2 separate regions of the Sus scrofa genome follow, and region 1 is linked to region 2. Evidence: chromatin contacts called from public Hi-C data. All regions are on one chromosome and are shown on one strand. Each heading gives the region's core, a stretch centred on a gene start, on an enhancer-like site or on the middle of the called end of the contact. The rest is flanking DNA. Distances are from core to core; before and after follow the strand shown.

The links. A called contact is a pair of places that touch in the nucleus more often than the background predicts.
Region 1: a contact with region 2 is called in a Hi-C map of embryonic fibroblasts, with 2.1 times the contacts expected there. The contact joins two enhancer-like sites. A contact is called at or near these places in 4 of 47 Hi-C or Micro-C datasets (embryonic fibroblasts, fetal heart ventricle and skeletal muscle).

The regions. Positions count from the first base shown.
Region 1 is chr3:28,856,298-28,860,223 of Sscrofa11.1, forward strand. No RefSeq gene overlaps it. Among named protein-coding and RNA genes, the nearest start is that of MIR365-1, 50 kb to the right of the region's middle. Within about 2 kb of position 1,369, at least 29 of the 83 cell types and tissues checked have an H3K27ac peak or open chromatin away from gene starts, as enhancers often do. A contact at or near this core is called in embryonic fibroblasts, where this site is marked.
Region 2 is chr3:28,721,411-28,725,615 of Sscrofa11.1, forward strand. All of the region lies in intron 21 of PARN (poly(A)-specific ribonuclease PARN), which reads left to right. Among named protein-coding and RNA genes, the nearest start is that of PARN, 110 kb to the left of the region's middle. Within about 2 kb of position 2,286, at least 8 of the 83 cell types and tissues checked have an H3K27ac peak or open chromatin away from gene starts, as enhancers often do. A contact at or near this core is called in embryonic fibroblasts, where this site is marked.

The DNA.
Region 1 (3,926 bases), core at 119-2,618, 130 kb after region 2:
GGCACCAGTTTTGAGTTGAGTGACAGCTGCCACATCCCGGGCCTGTGAGTTCCCCTTGTCCACAGTCTCCACCACTCCCTATTGTTTCCCACCAGCCTCCTTTCGCTCTTTGGTCCTCAGCCTCATCCCTGGAGGAATGTGAGTGTACGGTTCCTGCTGGAGCCAATAGGGTGCCACATTAGGGGAGCCATGAGGCCAAAGTGGGGACTTGGAGGGGACAAGGTGTACCAGCAGCCCAGGGAGTTGTGGTCACCCTGCCCCACCCCCGCCAGGTGCCGACGAGACTTGAGCCCAGGCAGTGGGCACAGGTTGGAAGGTGGCGCGCACCAGCCTCCAGCCTAGACGGGTCTTCCAGGGCTTCTCATGATGACGTGCCGTGGATCTGTCGCCTTCTCCCAGGCTGTCTCCATCCCCTGCCCCATCACGCCCTTCCGGCTGACCTTTCATCCCGTGAGGAAGCTCTTCATGTCTGGACAGACGCTCCATAAACTGCACCATAAAGGCGGCCGGAAGGCTGTTGTCAGTGGTAATTGAAGGCTTTCCACCCCAGCCGGGGGCACCTCCTGTCAGAAGCCTCCTTCCTGGACGCGTGGGAGGCAGGGAGGCCTCGGGACGGTCCCCAGGGCATTGCTATCCCTGCACATTCCCTCGCCTGCCGGCAGGCTCTATCCTCCTCACTCATAACCACTGACCAGGGTTCTCGGTGACTCAGCATCCTGTGCTGACAGTGTCTGGGGAAACCAGAGCCCCTCCAGACTTTGCAGAAGGCGCTTGTTGGGTCCAAGTTGTCATTTCCAGTCTGGGGTCTGCCCTGCCTCCACTACGGAGGCGGGGTCCGGAGCGGGCGGAGTGGCAGCCACGTGCAGCCCCTCCCCCCAGCCGCTTCCGGTGCTGGAGTCACTTCTAGATGCTTCCAGCAGCTTCTTTCTCCTTGCACACCTGCCCTTGTGTCTTGCTGGGTGTGGCCTTCTCTGCTGGGAAAGTCCTCGAGGGCTGCGGGCCGTGGTGGGCGTGGCTGCCTTGCCAGCCCCGCCCCCAGCCCAGCCCGCGGGCCCCATTGTACAGAGCGGAAAGCCGAGGCTGGGTCCCACAGTGATGAGTAAGCAGGCGTTGTTTCTGAGTTACCTGGCAGACATCCTCCCTTCCATCATGAAGTTCCCGCTGCTGTTCCCTTGTTCCCGTGTGATGTTGAGAAGGCCAGGCACTGTGGTGGGCTGGCGGGGGGCCCCCTCCCTGCTCCCCACTGCAACTGGTCAGGTCTGACTGGTCCTTTTTTTGTGTGGATGCCAGTCTTTAGCCTGGGTGGGGGCTGGGGCCTGAGGACTGGGCTAGCTGAGCCTTGCAGTCACCTTCCCAGCCCAGCGGGTGGCAGGTCTTCAAGTGGGAACAGAGAGGCATTTCCTCCCCTGTATTTCCCTCCCAACTCATGCTTCAACTATGAACATGCTTTCAAACTTAAAATCATTCCCATAAATAGCATTTCCGTGCGGAGGGCCTAGCACTCACTGTTTGAATCACCCGTTCCTCAGTCTAACACTGTGTGACCTTGGGCAAGTTTCTCAACGTCTCTGTGCCTTGGTCTCTTATCTGGCAAGTGGGGTGGTAACCGTTTAGAAGTGCTGATTATTGAAGGATATAATTTGCACGGGGTTCTTCGTGCGGTGTCATGCAGTCAGCTCTGTGCATGGCTGCGGCCACCCTGTGAGCTTTGTGCCACTTTCAACCCATTTTTCAGTTGATGAAACTGAGGTTCAGAGCAGGAAGTGGGCCACCAAGATCAAGCCATCATTTAAGAAAAAAAAAAAAAATCTCTTGAGGGAGTTCCCTTTGTGGCTCAGTGGGTTAAGAACCTGACTAGTATCCACAAGGACGTGGGTTTGGTCCCTGGCCTCCCTCAGTGGGTTAAGGATCTGGTGTTGCCCTGAGCTGTCCCATAGGTCACAGACATGGCTTGGATCCCTTGTCGCTGTGGCTGTGGTGTAGGCCGGCAGCTGCAGCTCTGATTCTACCCTTACTTAGCCTGGGAACCTCTATATGCCGCAGGTATGGCCCTTAAAAAAAGACAAAAAAAAAAAAAAAAAAAGTCTCGGAATAATAATGCCATTGAAGGGCTTGGCCAGGATGCACTGGCACAGCCATTCCCACCCCCAGGGTGCACTGAGGGACCACCCCATCCCCAGCCTCTGCTTGTCTAGGAGCCACCTCCTCCCCAGCTCCCAGACTCTGGGGAACTGCTGTGGATTTAACCCCTTCTTGGCAGTCTCCCCCTCCCCAAACCCTTCCCCATTAGGAGCCCCCTCAGCCATCCCCCACCCCCTACTTTCCAGAACATTCTTTTTGGGAGTTCAGAACAGCCCTTGGATCCCCTTTGGACCCCGCCCTGCAGATGGCCTGACAAACGTGCGACCTGGCGTGGCTGGATTCCACAACGGTGGTTAAGCGTTATTTGTTTCCTTTAATGCACATGTATACACGGACAGCTGTGTCTGGAAGGGTTCCTGGGCTCAGAGCGGGTGTGAGTCAGGGCCCCGGGTGCATGCCTGCTCGCCGGTGTCTGGGCTTACGTGAGCCCACTCAGGCATAGCAACATTCTTAATTTAATATCTTTGTGATGGAAAATTTCAAAAATGCACAGAAGTTGAGGGGACCAGACAGGGGTTCCTGCATCCCCACGGCCCTCTGAATCTTGCAGTCTTGTTTTGTCACCTCCTGGCGGGCTCCCTCTGCTGCTTTTTTCCCTTTTTGGTTGGAGTCCTTGACAGCAAACTGTAGACATCATACACACGTGTGTCATTAAGAAAAAATTTATTTCTGAAATAATTATAGAGTGGCAGGAATTATAAAGACAGTACAGCGTGGTCCTATGTACCCTTCACCTAGTTCGCATGGTTACACCTCACGTAATTATGCTGCGGTGTCAAAGCTTGGAACTGACACTGGAAGAGAGGGTGTGTGCGTGTGTGCACACGGTTCTGTGCCATTTTTGTCACGTGTGTGGATTCACTTCATCACCAGGCTGCAGTGAAGAATAGAACTATTCCTTCACCACAAAGATCTCCCTGTAGAGCCGCACCCACCACCCTGCCCCCTACCACCTCTGACCCCCCGCCACTCTGTACTTTGGTCATTTGAGAATGTTATATAAGTGGAATCATCTAGTGTGTGCCCTTGGAGATCGGCTTTGTCTTTTTTTTTTTTTTTTTTTTTTTTTTTGGAAAACAACAGAATGCCCCTGAGATCCGTCTGAGTTGTTTTGAGAGTCAGCAGTTCCTTCCCTTCTGTGGCTGGGGAGGGAGTGGCCATGCCACCGTCTGCACCACCGTTCACCTGTTGAGGGGCGCCCAGGCCATTTCCAGTTTGGAGCTATTCTTTTTTCTTTTCTTCTTCTTTTTCCTTTTTAGAGCCACACCCATGGCATATGGAAGTTCCCAGGCTAGGGGTTGAATTGGAGCTATAGCTGCCAGCCTACACCACAGCCACAGCCACACAGGATCCGAGCTGCCGCATCAGCAACCTACACCACAGCTCATGGCAAGGCTGAGTCCTTAACCCACTGAGCAAGGCCAGGGATTGAACCCGCATCCTCATGGATAGGAGTTGGATGCATTTCTGCTAAGCCACGATGCGAGCTCCTGGAGCTATTCGGAATAAAGGCTCTTCAGGTTTTTGTGTGGATATAAGTTTTCATTTCTCTGGGCTCCATGCCCACCCATGAGTGGGGCTGCATAAATATCCGAGTTTATGTTTAGTGTTTGAGAAACGGACAAGCTCTTTTCCCAAGTGGCTGTGTAGGTTGACAATTTGTAAGAGAAGCATCAATTAGGAGGCGCCCAGGGAGGGAGCCCAGGGGCCTGGCAGCCTGTGTGCTGTGCTAGGTGTCTTTCCCACAGCAGGTGTTTGCTCCCTTCTTTCTAGAAGAGATGACC
Region 2 (4,205 bases), core at 1,036-3,535:
TGCCAACCCCCAACTTCCAGTCCATTGCACTTTGATTTGCATTTCTCTGATAATTAGTGATGTTGAGCATTTTTTCTTGTGCCTGTTGGCCATCCTGTCTTCTTTGGAGAAATGTCTCTCTTCAGGTCTTCTGCCCATTTTTCAATTGGATTGTTTATTTATTTATGTATTTTTTTGCTGTTGAGTTGTATAAGCTGTTTGCATACTTTAGAGATTACGCCCTTGTCAGTTGCATCGTTTAAAACTATTTTCTCTCATTCCATAGGTTGTCTTTTTGGGTTTTGTATTTTTTATGGTTTCCTTTGTTGTGCAAAAGCTTGTAAGTTTGAGTAGGTCCCATTGTTTTATTTTTGTTTTTATTTCTGTTGCCTTGGGAGAATGACCTAAGAAAACATAAGGTTGGTGTCAGAGAATGTTTTGCCTCTGTTCTCTTCTAGGAGTCTGATGGTGTCTTGTCTTAAGTCTTTAAGCCATTTGGAGTTTATTTTTGTGCATGGTGTGAGGGTATGTTTTGGTTTCATTGATTTACATGCAGTTGTTCAGTTTTCCCAGTACCACTTGCTGAAGAGACTGTGTTTTTCCCATTTTATATTCTTGCCTCCTTTATTGAAGATGAATTGACTGTAGGTGTGTGGGTTTATTTCTGGGTTCTCTGTATGTCTGTTTTGGTACCAGTACCACACTGTCTTGATTACTATAGCTTTGTAATATTGTCTGAAACCTGGGAGAGTTATGCCTCCTGCTTGGTTTTTGTTTCTCAGCATTGCTTTGGCAATTCTGGGTCTTTTATGGTTCCATATACATTTTTGGATTGTTTGCTGTAGTTCTGTGAAAAATGTCATGGGTAATTTGATAGGGATTACATTGAATCTGTAGATTGCTTTGGGTAGTATGGCCATTTTTACAGTATTAATCCTTCCAATCCAGGAACATGGAATATCTTTCCATTTCTTTGAATCCTCTATAATTTCCTCGATTAATGTTTTATAGTTCTCTTATAGAAGTCTTTCACCTCCTTGGTCAGTTTTATTCCTAGGTATTTAGTTTTTTGGGGTGCAATTTTAAAAGGTGTTGTGTTCCTATTCTAATATTTCATTGTTAGTATGCAGAAATGCAACCAATTTCTGAATGTTAATCTTGTATCCTGCTACTTTGCCAAGTTCATTGATCAGTTCGAGTAAGGTGGAGAGTGGAGTCCTTAGGGTTTTCTGTATATAGTGTCATGTCATCTACGTAGAGTGACAATTTTACCTCTTCTCCTCCAGTTTGGATGCCTTTTATTTCTTTTGTTTGTCTGATTGTTGCGGCTAGGACTTCCAATACCATGTTGAATAAAAGTGGTGAGAGTGGGCATCCTTGTCTTGCTCCAGATTTTAGCAGTCAGGCTTTCACCTTTTCTCCGCAGAGTATTATATTGGCTGTGGGTTTGTCATAAATGGCGTTATTATGTTAAGGTACTTTGATAAGAGTTATTATCGAGAAGCATTTACTTTAGTTAAATGATTAAAAAGAGAAAGAAACCTTTAAAATGAATAAGATGACTGCTCTTATTGCTAGCCTCACCTGGAAAGTGAAGTTTTATAGAAATGTATGGATTAAAAGAGGTATCAGAGGCCCTAAGACGGAATGGAAAGAGCAGGCATTTTTGGCATTCCGTGGCCTCACTTTGGTTTCTGGAGCCTGGTTCTTACAACACATAACTGGCGTTGGCCAGTTGCTTATCCAGGCTTTCCTGAGCCTAGGTTTCCTCCTGTGGCAAAGGAAGCTGAAGTAGTTCTTAGCGCATCCACCTGTAGCGAACCAGTGAACCTCCTCCTCATGGAGGCCCCACTTGCAGGCCTCCCGGGATGGAGGAGGTCGAGGGAGATGATGGTTGGTACCACGTTTGGCTCCGGCGTGGCACTTAGGAATGATCCACTAAATGGCAGCTCCTGCCTCCAGCGTGGAAGATAACGTGACCTTACAGGGTTTTGTACACAATTAATGGCTTTTCAACTTAGCGCCTTCCAGGAGAAGAAAAGAAAATCATTTATTTCTATTTCTCTTTATTTTTATTTCTTTTAAGATTTTTATTCTGTTGTAGTTCATTTACAATATTCTACCAATTTCTACTGTACAGCAGAAAAATCACTTATTTTTAGATCCTAAAGCCTTTTCAGAATTACTTTATAGATGCCTCTAACCCTCTCAGTGCATGGATCTGAACTTGAATGTGTTAAGCCTACTCATTCAGGAGGCAGAGAAGAGCCAAAGATATCTCGGTCTCATTTTTTGGTCATGATTTCAACATGTTGATTCAAACTTAAATTATGTGTTATGTATTATTAGCTACCCTCTCTGACTAGTGCTGGAATTTGTCTGCTGCTTGCCCACATAATTTTTTTTTTTTTTTTTTTCAATGAGCCATCAAATAGGATGTGGCTTGGGGTTTTCGCAGCCGTTGGAATGGATTTGTATTTCTGTGTCCGGACTGCCTTTCCCTCTCTTTTGTCAACAGCATTCATTTCTGTGCAGGGCATTAAGGGCTTGGGGTACAGACTGTGTCCCAAGAACAGGCCAAGTTGTTTCATCCTTGACCTTTACAAGATAATGGAACCTTGGACTTATCACCCTGTGTCAATTCGGTAGATAAGCCAGCTCTGTGCTCTAAGGTTTGAGCTAGCAGTGAATTTAAAAAAATTTTTTTGAAGGAAAGCTAATGTACAATTTAAAGGAAATACCTGTATAGATTGGTGATAACAGAAGAGTAAGAACTTGTGATCTGATTTTTTGTGTGTTCTTGGGACTCGTAAGAAGGGGAAATGGTCCAGAAACGACCTTTTTTTGAGCAATCCCATGGTTGGGTAGCATTCAGAGCTTTTGACATGGGTGAATTTTTTTTTTTTTTTTCTCCCTCTGCGGCCCAATTCTTTTCTACATTTTCTGCTGTCTGTGTAGATTTCCTCTGACTTTCCTCCTTCGTGGTGTAGCACAGCCTATGAGCAAGCTTGGCCAGCTGATCAGCATTGCCTGTCCAGGGTGGTGGGAGCGAGGTGGTCGGCTGCTGCTGTGCCGTCTGAGGTTGTCAGTGGAGATCTGGGTTTCAAAGGCCGTGACCCGCTGTGGTCTTTGGAGCAGCAGCATCACAAATTAGCAAACTAAAGCCCGGCTCAAGGGTTGGGTTTCCTTATTTGTCACTTTCAGGAAGCAATTGTTTTCCTTCTCTTTAAGGCCTTGATCATCTTCTTCATATCATGCAGTTCATCTTTCTCCTTGTGCTTAAAAAAAGTGAATCTTTATAAACCTCAACATAATTCAGGGTTCTAGACAGGCACTTAATTATCTGTAAGGAGACAGTGTTCCCAGCCTTCTTTTTTTTTTTTTTCTCAAGAATTTGTGAAAATGTTAGCAAAATACAGCCCTGGTCCCGTTGACTGTGGCCTGTGTATTGATGTAAAGAGCCTCCCTGGCTGGCAGTTGCCAGTTTCAGGAGAACAGGATGGTTGACTCGGTTTCCCTGCAGCTCTCATCGAGGTTTGTTTGGTGAAGCGGGTGACCCCCGCTTTGGAAGTGGCTCTGACCTTTTCCTTTTCCTCCAAGGTGGGACCCCTTCTTCCAGCCCCCCGGATATTTGTTCCCCCCGTGGGGAGACTCTTAGGCTGCAGAGATGCCTGGAAAGCCCGCAGCAATCCTAAGCAGGTTAAATTGAATCATCGGGTGTCAGGGAATCTCTTCCAAAGAAAAATGTTTCCACCTCGTGTTTTTGTCATTGTTTTCTTGGGATATCATATTAACTCCCTGGTTTCTCTCTGTTTTTTTTTTTTTTTTTTTTTTTTTTTTTTTTTTTTTTTTAGGGCCGCACCTGTGGCCTGTGGAGGTTCCCAAACTAGGGGTTGAATTGGAGTTTCAGCTGCCAGCCTCTGCCACAGCCGCAGCCACACCAGATCCGAGATGCGTCTTCTACCTACACCACAGTTCACAGCAACCCCAGATCCTTATTTAACCCACCGAGTGAGACCAGGGATGGAACCTACGTCCTCATGGATCCTAGTCAGATTGGTTTCTGCTGAGCCACAACAGGAACTCCAAATTCTTCTTTCTTTAAAGAAGTTCAGGGCCAAAATATTTTTTCCTTAAGGAATAGAAAAATATTTCACCCTCTCCCAAGAGTTGGGAAATGCACTTTTATGTGTATGAAGCAGGTTTCTACCTGAAGTAGTTGCTTC